Regions from separate parts of the Zea mays genome. Here region 1 is linked to region 2. The links are chromatin contacts, called in public Hi-C maps. All regions are on one chromosome and are shown on one strand. Each heading gives the region's core, a stretch centred on a gene start, on an enhancer-like site or on the middle of the called end of the contact. The rest is flanking DNA. Distances are from core to core; before and after follow the strand shown. Region 1 holds the start of LOC100284599 (zinc-binding protein). Region 2 has its middle 9.2 kb from the start of LOC109942384.

Region 1 (6,277 bases), core at 2,258-4,757, 150 kb before region 2:
TCTTAGAGAGAGGTAGTTGCTTGAAGGTTTTCCCGTGGTATTACCAGTAACCAAAAACTCAACCACCACTGAGCTTCCTGCTCCCGTGGCTTCATTTTCTTTTTCAAAACCCATTTAAACACACCTTTTCCTTGATAAGAAACTTAGAGAAAGAGTGCTAATTGTCATACCACACCAGACTCATCCATACCAGTGGACACGGACTATTCGAATAGGTTTCAACTCTGCGCAGAGGGGTACACTTTACCCACTAGCCCGGTTTCTGCGATCTCACCGTCGCGAGACCCGAATGCCGGATCTCTTTCCTTACTCGTGCATCCTAACCTTAACGGTTATCCGGAAGGAGTCAGGCCACCACCATGCCCAAACCGGACAAAACTTTCCCCCTCCTTATCCTCCCGGTGCTCCCCAGCCTTCTTAACCCTGGGGTTGGACCGCACGAGTTCGGATTGAGTGACTGCCCACACAGTCTCGAGTGGTTGTACGATAAAGGAGTACAGGTAGTGAAAAATGACAAACCGGTCCTTATATGAGGGGACAATCCTCCTGCTCACGCCTAAACCAACTGAGCCAACACCTTAGGCCCTCCCCTAAACCAGGGAGTCCCTGATCATCCCACTCTCAAGGTGATGAGGGTGAGTACCCTTCATCGCATAACTTTTTCAGAAAGAGGTTTTATTTGAAGAAACACTTTGCCCTACTTCCAGATCCACATTTCGTAATCGGAAATAATATGTTAATGCGGGCCATCTCTTACTCACAATGCAATATTCCCCCATAGCTCCCGGCCCCCATAGGTGAACCGGCCGTCCGCGGGGAGGACTGGCCGCCGGTGAGCTCGGCGGCGGTTCGCCGCCGGTGGTCCGGTTCTTGGACAATGCGCAGGTGTCTTAGCACGGGGAGGGGATGGCGGACCTAGAGGTGGGCTCAATTTGGTCAGAGGAGGTCGGGAGGGGGCTGCCCGCGGGGAGGTGGCGGAGCTCCGCGGCGGGGATCGCCGTCGGTGGGCTCTGGGTGAGCAATCGGGGTGGGGGAGTGATGTATTGTGTTTGCGGCAAAGAGAGGAAGCTGCTAGGCTAGCTTAATCGCTTGCTGGGCCAACCGAGAGGGAGAGAGAGGAGAGGGGAGGAACTCACCGGGGAGAAGGAAGACGACGGCGCTTCCCGAATTGGGCTCGGGCGAGGGGGGAGGGTAGCGGTCGAGGCTGGTGCGAGGAAGACGGGGTTCGGGGCGAGCTTTTTATAGGCGCGCGGGGGCGAGGGGAGCGGTGGAGCTCCCTGACTCCGGCGAGCTTCCCGGTGCCGCCATTAATGGCGCACAGCGCCGCCGAGGGGACGCTACGGCGGGGCGGTACTGGCGAGGACGCTGGTCAAGGGGAGGAGGACGGAGCGGTGCCAAACTTTCCTGTGCGGCGAGGAGACGGCGGTGAAGGACGGCGGTGAAGGACGGCGGTGAAGGGACGGCGGGGCGTCGTATGCGGGGAGGATGACGAAGCGGCTGACCGGTGGGCCGGTCTTGCCAGTGGAAGCGAGCGCGTGAGAGAGAGTGACTGGCAGGTGGGGTCGGCCTGTCAGCGAGAGTGAGAGAGGGAGCGCGGAGCAGCTGCGCGCGCGCGGGAGCAGGCCGGCAATGGGCCGGAGGGGGGGGGAGCGCGGGCGTGAGGGAGGAAAGGCGGCCGCGGCATGGGCTGGATTCAGCCCAGCCAGGAGGGGGGTTTCTCTTTTTCCTTTTTATTTTCTAATCCCTATATCCAAATCTTTTTATATTCTTTTCTTTTGAACAATTAATTTAATAGATAATCTAGGTGCTGAAAAATAAAATTTAAGTGAGGTGCTCATATTCAAACAAGGTGTATGCATATGTTGGGAAGAATCTAAGGGAGTTTTGGGATAGATAAAAAGAAGGGGGGGGTTAGATTAGGGTTTCAAACCTGGGTTAGAAATTGGGATGCTACACAGGCCAGGAGGTGCGTGGGTCATAAACGCACCACAGTTTGAGGGGTTCGTTGGTTATGAGTGTGTCGCAACCCGAGGGGCTCGTAGGCCATGAGTGGGAGGTGGACCGACACCTTTGCCATAGCTTGGTGTCAAACGTAGTTAATGCAACCAATCACTTATGGTGGGTCGGTCTTGGACCGGGCGATGGATCCACTCGAGTGGTTTCCCTTCTGTTCGCCCGACACCCCATATCTGGTTCTGCCATGCCTGACCCCGGACTCGGTGCCGCTGGGTTCGTTTGGGGGCGGGTACTTCCAGGCAATGGCGGATCCATGATCCTTGCCAAGGAGGCTAGAAGCTAACTATCTTCTTTCCCCCCCTTATATTCTTCCTCTTTTTTCTCTTCACTTTCTTCTTCCTTCATCTCCATTTCCCCTCTTATTCCTTCCTCTCCCTTCTTCCTTCTCGCTTCCTCTCTCTTTCTCCTCTTCTTTCTTCCTCTCCCTAACTCCCTCCTACTTGTATGCTGCCGACGCAGGGGTGTGTGTGGAGCCCACCCAATCCCCCTCGTGGATCCGCCACTGCTTTCAGGGTAGACGTTTTCTATCTCCTCCAGTTGACTGACGGGCCCAAATTGCTAGAGGCTTTTCCCTAGTGTGCTCCCCTGGTCCCAAGGACATCCTTGACAACTAGCTTTGAGTTCTAACGGCTATATGACATGGCGACACATATGGCATGGTCTGGTGGTACACTAGACCGCTCCGGTGCCACTAGCACTTGATAGCTCGAGTAGAGCTGTCACTAAAATAGCAGGCGTTGCAGAAATATATGAAGTTGGAGCCATATGGAGAGGGTCATTTGAGTAAAAATACGCTTCTATCTTCTAACATAACATTTATATTTGTAAGTATTGTGGAGAGCTAGCACGACTCTTTAACTGTAGTTAGCGAAAAATAAATAAATAGATAACAATAATATTTAAAGATCTAGTTGGAAGGACGGTTAGACAAGTTTTCGAACATTGTTTTTGTTTTTATTAAATACGAAAAGATAAAAATAATTAGAGCAGCAGCTACGTGCCGAGAAACGGTTGCCGACTCCTGCAAAAACCTGTTGATCTGGAATAAGGAAACGTACGCGTGCCTGCGTGCTTCGTCTCCGTGGCAACAGTACTTGCGGCGCTCGACGTTGCAAGTGCTGCCTTCGTTTCGCAGCGTGAACTGAAAGGCCGGTGGTGAAGTCGCCTGGTGACGAACGTACGAAAAGGAGATCGCGGCCGCGGAGAGAGAGAGAGAGAGGCCCCTCTCCAGCGGCGCGAAAACGACGGGGCCTTGGACGACCGCGACGCGACGGGCCCAAAGTGCTTCGTTCGCTAGCTTTGACCACCCAAACCCAACCCCAAATGGCTGCCTCCGTCGCTTCGCTCCCGTAAGCCCCGTCCCGTCCCGTGCCACGCCCTCCGACGCCGCGTGCCACCCCACTCCGGCTTGGCTCCATGCCCCCCCTCCATCGCTATCACTTCTCCTCCCCTCGCCTCTATATATAGCAGCGCGCTGCGGGGAACGGGGTACGCCTCCTCCACTCCCATCTAGCCAATAATCTCCTCCAGACCGACTCACTCGCCGCGGTGCGCTTGCCCGTCCGGCCGGCCGGCCGGCCCGCGTACGTACAGACACCGCTCCGTACGGAGGACCGGAGCGGGGGACGGATCGCTCGCCCGCCCGCCGGGAGAAGCATCTGGGAGCGAGGGAATTGCGGAGGCGAGATAGAGATGGGGATGAGGCCCGGGTGGGTGGGCGGGCTGGTGGAGGAGAGCTTCTTCGTGGGGTGCGCGGCGCACGAGGACCGGAAGAAGAACGAGAAGAACATCTTCTGCCTGGGCTGCTGCGCCAGCATCTGCCCGCACTGCGCCCCCGCGCACCGCCACCACCTCCTCCTCCAGGTACACACACCGTCTGCCAGCACCCTGTCGATCGCACGGTGGCGGGGAGGAAGAAGACGACGCCTAGGAACTTCGTCCTCGTCTTCTTCAGACCTCGAGCCGGCTAGCTCAGCTCCGGCGTACAGTGTGCTACGTGAGCTTTGTTGCTCAATTCTTCAGTGTTCCGTGGGTCACGGACGCTTGTACTTGCTCGACCGGATTAGGCCGAGTGGCTGGCTGGCTGCCTCCTAGCTACTACTAGCTCCGCTAGGTTGGCTGCCTGCTGTCGCTGCTTCTCAAAGGGAAAGGGGATCCGGATCCGTCTCCTCGCCGGCTCGCCTCCTCTTCCTTCCTTCTCCGTGCTAGTAGCACCCCTAGCTAGTGTAGGCTCAGCTTTGGGCGTAGTAATTACGGCATGGCTGCTTCGGTTGGGCTTAATTGCGTTGCGGCAGCATCAGTTTAGCACAGTCCCAAGGCCGCGGGCGACGCAATTAACGTCCCCGGCCGCTCTTAGGACGCCGCGCTCGCCCGTGTCGTTTTCTGTGCGCCTCTGGTTAATCTCAGCCCCCACACACACACCAAGCACAAGTTTGAATTGCGAGTTCCGGCCTCACGGATCGCCGCCGTACCACCAGCCTACCAGGGAAATTCACTGCATGCGATTTCGGATTCTTTTTCCCTCTTTCCTCGTGCGCCAGTGCCCCCCCTCCCGGCCTGTCGTTGCTGCTCTTGGTGGCAGTGGGCAGTGGCAGGAGAAGTAAAAGCCCCGAGCTCGATTGGGGAAGAGAGGAGGGGAGGGTAAAAAAGAAAAGTGGCGACCCCTGATGCGGCTTGGCCATACTCCCCGAACAAGCATGGTCGCACGACGAGCCTGGGTCCTTGTGGCTGAATTCCTCCGTCCGCCCAGCCGTGGGTTGGTGTGGCGCGTGCATGCATGATGCATGCGCTCCTTGGGTCTGCCCCTGGGACCTGCGCGGCCTCCTCCTGCAGTGCACGCTCTCCGGCCCCTTTTGTTGCCTCGCCTGCAAAGGCTGCTGCGGTGCTGCCCCCTTCTCGCCCGCTCTGGCGCCTTGACCTTTCCACGCCCTCCCCTCCGATCCTCCCCCCCCCCCCCCCCCCCCCCCCCCCCCCCCGATCGGCCGGCCGCTCTGATCCTTGCATGCACGACGACGAGCCCCGGTGGCGCCGTCCGGCCGAGCCTGCCTAGCTTTTTAACGGTGGTAATAGTGATCCCACTGTAGACCCCCTCGCTGCTCGCTGCCCGCTGCTGCTACGTACTACACGTATAGTACCTGCTCTGCAGTGCTTCTTAGCCTTGTGGCTGAGCTGAATGATTCCCCAACCACCGAGCGTCACTGGCACAAATGGGCAGGGTTATCCGGATGGTGTTGCCATGTATAGCAAAGCAAGCGCCTTCTTCACCGGTCACCACTCATTCACTCACTCACTCAGCCCTCTTCTCTCCCTCCTTCTCAGTCTCCCACTGCGGAGACGATCAGACGGGACGACGCTGGTTGGCTGATAAATGGATGGTCCTTCCTGGCCGCTGCCCGCCGGCCGGGTAAACACTAACGCAGTGCCAGTGCTGCTGTTCCTGCTGCCGCTGCGTCCTAGTCCTAGCCTAGCTACCGCTGGCTGGATGGTGGGTGTTACACTGTTACTACCCAGGAGGGGGGAGAGTTACCAGGTGCATGCACCCACGGTAAAAAAATAAAACGAAAGGCCGCCGCGCTCTCAATACTGTTGCCGCCTCCCAACAGTAGAGATCCCTGCTCGACCGCCTGCAGCGTGCGTGCTTGCTGCTACCGTCCAAGCCCGGGCCTTGATGGTGTGCCACTGTTCATCCATTCAGGCCACAGTTAGGTCGTCGACGTGGCCGCTTGCCTGTGCCTGCCGCTGCGGTGCTGCCTGCCCCTCCCTTCCCCCCCCCCCCCCCCCCCCCCCCTCCTCTCTCTCTCTCTTCGAGTGACCAACCCAGCGATCGAGCCGGCGCTCATTGCCACTCTCGCACCAGCCCACCACCCGTCCGTTCCTTGCCTGTTTATTTGTTTTTACCGCGGGGTTAAAATAATCCGGCCTGCGGTGCTTCCTGACCGTTGTGCCCTCGAGGCGACGCCTGGATTTTCCCCGGGGACAGGGGCGTTTCGGTCGCTGCGGCCACAGTGCACGGAGGCGCCCTCTTGGTCTCCCGCGGAAAGGATGGCGACGAGCCGCCGGTCAAAGCGTCGCAATTATTACCGGTGACTAGCCTAGCGGGCTCGTCAGACGCCCAGGCCTGTTTCCCGCCCCCCACCCCCCACTTCCCTTCCCGCTGGAATTATTACCGCGCACGCACCGCGTTGCTCACGTTATAAGTTGCGCAGCGCACAGCACAGCACGTTCACATGCACGCAGGAAGAACGGGTAAATTCGATTTACC
Region 2 (5,739 bases), core at 260-2,759:
TGAGCGTAACCTAATGTGCATAACCAACTGTGTACATGAGCGTAACCGACTGTGTAAATGTGCGTAACCAAATGTGTAAATGTGCGTAAATGTAATACATCAACTGCATAACTAATGTCAACCCTAGCCGTGATCCACACAATGCAAAATGAACAAAAAACAACTAGTTTGTTGACGGTCAAACACGATCAAATGAAATGCGCGCGAGCTAGGGTTGGGAAGAACACACCGATTGGAGCGGTACCCGTTGGCGGCGGCGAATGTAGAGGATGGCGGAGAACGTGGGAGCAGTCGGGTCGGCGGAGGGCGAAGGAGCAGAACCGTCGCCGGAGAAGGTAGGGTTTTCGCCGGTCGCCGAATGCAGCGGCGCGAATGTTGGAGCGACGATTGGGGAAACCGAGGGCGCGCCGCTCAAATGCCGCTTGCGACTGGCTCGACAGCGAGCGGCGAGGGGTTGGAAAAGTCGTCGGAAATGGGAGCGGAGTCGCCGGGAAGGAAGAATCGCCGGAGATTCCTGGAGTCGTGCGGGGGTTGGGGTTTTGCGGTTATGGAAACTGAGCCGGGAGCAAAGGAGCTAATCGCGGGAGTCACGTAGGTATTTATATGGAAACCGAAAGGTCAGTCGGCTGTGAAATGCACGTGCGTTCATACTTGGCTGGGGCTTCCTCTAGCTAAACAGAGCCCAGGGCTCTAAATACATATAGTATATATATATATAGTATATATATATATATATATATATATATATATATATATATATATATATATATATATATATATATATATATATATATATATATATATATATATATATATAGTCAGGCCGTTGCTTGTTCAATCCAGATTCCAGAACACCTTACACCTGGTTCATGACCGCCGACAAAAGTTACACCGACATATATGGCGATCCCGGTTTGCGCATGCTTGGACATTTTTACACACGTACTACTCGCTGTACGCGCTGGTGTGAGGTCCCGGCTAGCTCAGTGCCCACGTCAGGACAGGAAAGGACAGGCCACGTACCCAACTCCTACCAGCGAAACGAACCACCACATCTACTTCACTGGAGCGCGGCGGGAGCAACAAAGCCGGTCTCTCCTCCCTCGCGCTCCATCCCCTTTTGTTGATCTTGGTGGCGGGCCGGGGGCCGGGCGGCGCACAGGCTTTGGTTTGGTGCGGTCGCCCGGGCGGGGCACGCAGCGTGCGTCGCGACGACGTCGCGAGGACCACACGGGCAGAGCGCCCCGCCGAGCGATTCAGCCGAGGGAAGGGAATAATGGCGGGCCGCGCGCGCGTACGTGCAGCTAGCGTGGGATCGATCGGTCGACAGACGCAGCATGGATGGCGATGGGGCTCTCTCTGCCTGGACCTTAGTCGTACCATGGCGAGGGGACGGACGGCCGTGTCCGTGTCTCCCCTGCCGCGCGCACGCAGTCGCACCCCCCGTCTCCGCGCTGGGCACCCTGCCGCGCGCCCCCGCCAACCGACACCCTGCGCTTGACCGCGCCTCATTGGCCGGACAGCCTGGAGACTGGGTCACGTAGTCCGGCCAACAACCAAGCGTAGCGCGTGTCTGTCTATGCCATCTATCTATCTATCCGATCCACTGTCGTCGTCGTCTCCCCGGCCTCTCCCGTGTCGATCGCGCGTCAGAGAGAGAGAGACCGGTAGCTAGGCTGGGCTCTCGAAGCATGCAGCTGCGCCAATCTTAGCTTCTGCTGCGTTGTTTCTTATGGTTACTCACCCGGCCCGACACAACTGAACTGAGCAACTGGCGTACGTATATATATATGACCGGCAGCTCATAGTACCTCCGAGCTGCTAGCCTGCGGTCACTCGTAGCTACTCGCTCCGTTTATTTTTAGTTGTCACCGGATAGTTCAATTTTGCACTGTCCAGCGATAACTAAAACGAAACGAAGGGAGTATTAGCTTAACACTCGTAGCAATAAGAGCTAGTTACTACTACTAAGCTCGAAGATAAAATAATCTCTCTAATAATGTTAACTTTCAGCAACCCTTCTAATAATGCTAGCTTTTACAGTAACAAAGCTTACTGTATGATTAGACTTATTACCTGACAACCTCACATGGTCTTGAAAACATGTGTATATATAAAACCTACTAGAGGTCTCCTGATCGATAAGCAGACGACGACGTGCATGTATGCAAATATAGGAAGGAAACGGAGGTGTGTCGAGGATGATGTATAGGCCCAACCAACCAGCAGCCTTACTGCTCAATAATGGCGATGTGTCCCAAGTGAAATGAAATAAAGCGGCACAAAGTGGTCCTGGTCCTGGTCCTGGTCCAGTCCTGACTCTGGAGTGGGCTTGCTTTTTTTGCCTTTGCGTCGTTGCGGCTGCTGCGCCCCCACGGGTTGCTTGGTCTTTCTTGCAGGGGAAAGGGAGGCAGCGGTGCGCTCAGATCCTCCCCGTCCGTCACCCCCACACCAGCCAGCCCCAGAAAGGAATCATTGCCCGCCCGTTTGACCGCTGGTCCCTTCGCTAGACACTCCCATTGACCCATCTCGTGATGCACCGTTGGTCTCTCTCTCGAACCGCTTGGCACTGCCGCTGCCGGGACCAGGAACCTACGAGTGGAGTGCTGCCTGCCTGAGCCTGACTCAAACATCGCGATCCCCATTCGCGTTGCACGTGCTAACGCGTCGGGTTTGCTTTGTCTTTGTCCGCGCACCCATTACTTTTACTTCCGCTGGTGTGGATGTGGACACCAGGTGATTCCAAACTTTGGCTTAATAACCGTCGCGCGCAAGGGGATTCAGCCCGGACCCCGGATGTGGTTTCGATAATCTGGGCCCTTCGTGAGCACTTTCCCTTCAGCCAGCTCGAGAACGGCCTGCCCCTGGAGGTAGACGCATCTGGGCCAGGCCTCACAACTGGGCTGATTACAAGTCAAACCAGGACGACCTACTCCGAGGCCGGCCCACAATATGTAGGTACTAGAAAACCAGGCGTGGCTCTTGCGGCGGCGCCTTCGAGAGAGGGCACGTTTCAGTTCAACGACTTGCGTGTATCACCGTTCAGCGAGCAATGAAATGCTTCAAGATTCAGTTCACTCTTTCGTAGGCAGACACTTGGTCTGTCTGAGTATGGACCTAATTGGTAGAATAACTATTATAGAAACTAAACTCTACTAGATCGAAAACAGAGGCTCTTGTCACTACTTGAAACGAGTGCAATGAGTTGGCTCTTGTCACTACTTGAAACGAGTGCAATGAGTTGGACGTATTAACTCGATATATATCACGATAGGAAGCATATCATGCACGCAAAGGACGCTGGTGCTCCATACGCAAAATGCATCCAACCCACCCATCCAGTATCCAACGGTGTTGTGGTCTTTTTACAAATAAGGCCTCTCACGAGCTGTTCTTTTTTTTTAAAAAAAAAACCGACACCCCTTCTTTCCTAAACAGCAGCAACATTTAACTAGTCTCTTAGTGATGCTCTAAGACAGCAACATTCAGAAAATATAGTAGCTCAGTTTACATTCAAAAGCAAAATACTGAGGCATTATTTGGATAACATTAACACATATAAATAGAACATCACTAGCGTGGGGATGCGTTTGGGGTGTACGGGTTTTTTTAGTGAACAGCACTAACGTGGAGAGTGTGAGAAGACTTATTTGCAAAAAATGCAATAACACTGTTGGATATAGAACGGATCGACTGGATGCATTTTACGCATGGGAGCACCTACCTTCTTTGCGTACAGAATGCTCCCATCACGATATCACCTAAATAAGTTCTCCACAACCACAACCAAGCAAATAACACCAGTCCGCCAACTAAATTCGTGAATTTGAAGAATACACAAGCAGGTAAATAACTAATAAGTTCAGTACAACAAGCATTAGGTGTTGGTGCGAGAAGAATTTTAATCCAGAGCTTCATGGAATTGTATGCCAAAAAAGTAAGCAAACTAAATAGAACGTGCTTGAGTCTAGTACCTATTTCAAAACTTATATGATTTGTGGAGAGGCCACTAGGTACTTCTTGGATCAAATATATTCAGAAAAGAGAGGTCATCTTTTTTTCACCCATAAAATTGGTTTTGCTAAAATTCTATTTTTTGTCTTCTATAAAGATAATACAGTTTAACTGATATATTTCTATATCTATACTATACTTAAAACACCAGTTTCAACGGTCGTCCCGCATCATCTTTTTACAAATAACCCCTCACAACTATTTCAAATTAATTCGCTGCACGACTATAGATGGCCAAACGGCGGTCCAGCACGGGCCTGACCCCCGCGGGCCACAACTCTGGCCCAGGCACGTCATGCCGGCCTACTGACTGTGTCGGGCCAGCCCGTTAGCCCGTCGGCCCATTTGATTAAATCAGCGTAAAATGTTAAAAACAATGTAGGAGATGGGTTCGAACCCATGCCCAGATGGAAGAAGGGCGGGAGACACTAAATAAAGCTGTCTAACCAGTAGAACATCATGCTCAGATGTTTTTAATATTGAATATAAATTATACTAGGTGAGTGCCCGTGCGTTGCAACGAGAACACATAATATCACGATAACTTATATACAAAATGTGTATTATATTGTTATGACAAAAGGTTTCATAATCCATTTGTGATCTTGGCCATACAAAAATTTTGTTGTTTTAATCTAGATGTTTCACCACTACATTACAACCATCAGTATCATGCAAACTTCGATATATGCCACGATTTGCATAGTCTCATCATTGGAGAGCACGTCTCACATCTGCCGGAAGAAGTTTCCTCGTACATCGTCAGTCATCAGGCACGCACTACCATACGCGCTTGCTGAAACAAAAAGGCAAGTGTGCATGTTTGCGAAGAGAATTAAAGACAAACCGACACAAAAGCTACCCAACGGTGGCGAGGATGACGAACTGGTCATTGTTGTCGGTCCTTCTCTGCGTCACCTCCGGCGCCGAGCTGAAGCCACCGTCCTTGATATAGTAGTCGTCGAATGCGCGCGACATGGCGAGTACCGATGACCCTTGGTTGGGCTGCCAGACGAAGCGCACCCTGGGCTCATCAGCGAGGTAGTACATCTGGCAGTTACACCACCGGATGCGCTACTCCTCTACATACATCAAGTTTGAGGACACTCACACACGTCAGCAACGCCCGTCGTCCCAGCGCACAAGAATTCATGGTCGGTCAGTAGCAACTTACGTGGCAGGTTGGGCTTCAGGTGGACGATGAGCTAGACGGCGTGATGGCGCTGTCGTCGGATGCGGTGTCCAGAACAATCCGAGAGTCACCGACGTTGACGACGACCATGAGGTCCCCCTGCTTGACGATGGACTGTACGATGCAACCGCTCTGGACCGCGTCCAAGCGACGACTGCACTGGAGCTTGTCGTACACAGCGGCACATGCTGGCACGTAGGACTGCTTCTAGAGGTCGAATTGGTAGTCACCAAGCTTCTTCTCGTTGTCTATGAGCGACACCAACGTGAGCGCCTCCTGCTAGTGTTGTTTGTTCGGGGTTTCCATGTAAGAAACATGGATTCATCCTTGGCGTTGGTTTATGAAAATGACTCACAAGTCAGATCCATGGAAAAATATTACGGAGAATAAATGTCACGCATGAAAAAAAGGAATTTAAGTTGAAAGCATTATTCAAACAAAAGAAATTGCATGCAAAGCTTTCTTTAAATACTACTCCATCCATCCAAAAATATAATTTAAGAATCTCAGTGATATTTATCTACTACTACGCA

What was found. Hi-C and Micro-C count contacts between places; a contact is called where the count stands out from the background.
Region 1: a Hi-C map of leaf shows a contact between it and region 2, with 3 times the contacts expected there. The contact joins the promoter of LOC100284599 here to the enhancer-like site in region 2. A contact is called at or near these places in 6 of 25 Hi-C or Micro-C datasets (bundle sheath, ear, leaf and 1 more).

What each region holds. Positions count from the first base shown.
Region 1 is chr9:114,858,151-114,864,427 of Zm-B73-REFERENCE-NAM-5.0, reverse strand. LOC100284599 (zinc-binding protein) reads left to right here and starts at 3,507. Exons shown (of 4, transcript NM_001398978.1): 1 at 3,507-3,879. The coding sequence starts at 3,709.
Region 2 is chr9:114,706,106-114,711,844 of Zm-B73-REFERENCE-NAM-5.0, reverse strand. No RefSeq gene overlaps it. Among protein-coding and RNA genes, the nearest start is that of LOC109942384, 9.2 kb to the left of the region's middle. Within about 2 kb of position 1,509, at least 18 of the 20 cell types and tissues checked have an H3K27ac peak or open chromatin away from gene starts, as enhancers often do. A contact at or near this core is called in bundle sheath, ear, leaf and 1 more, where this site is marked.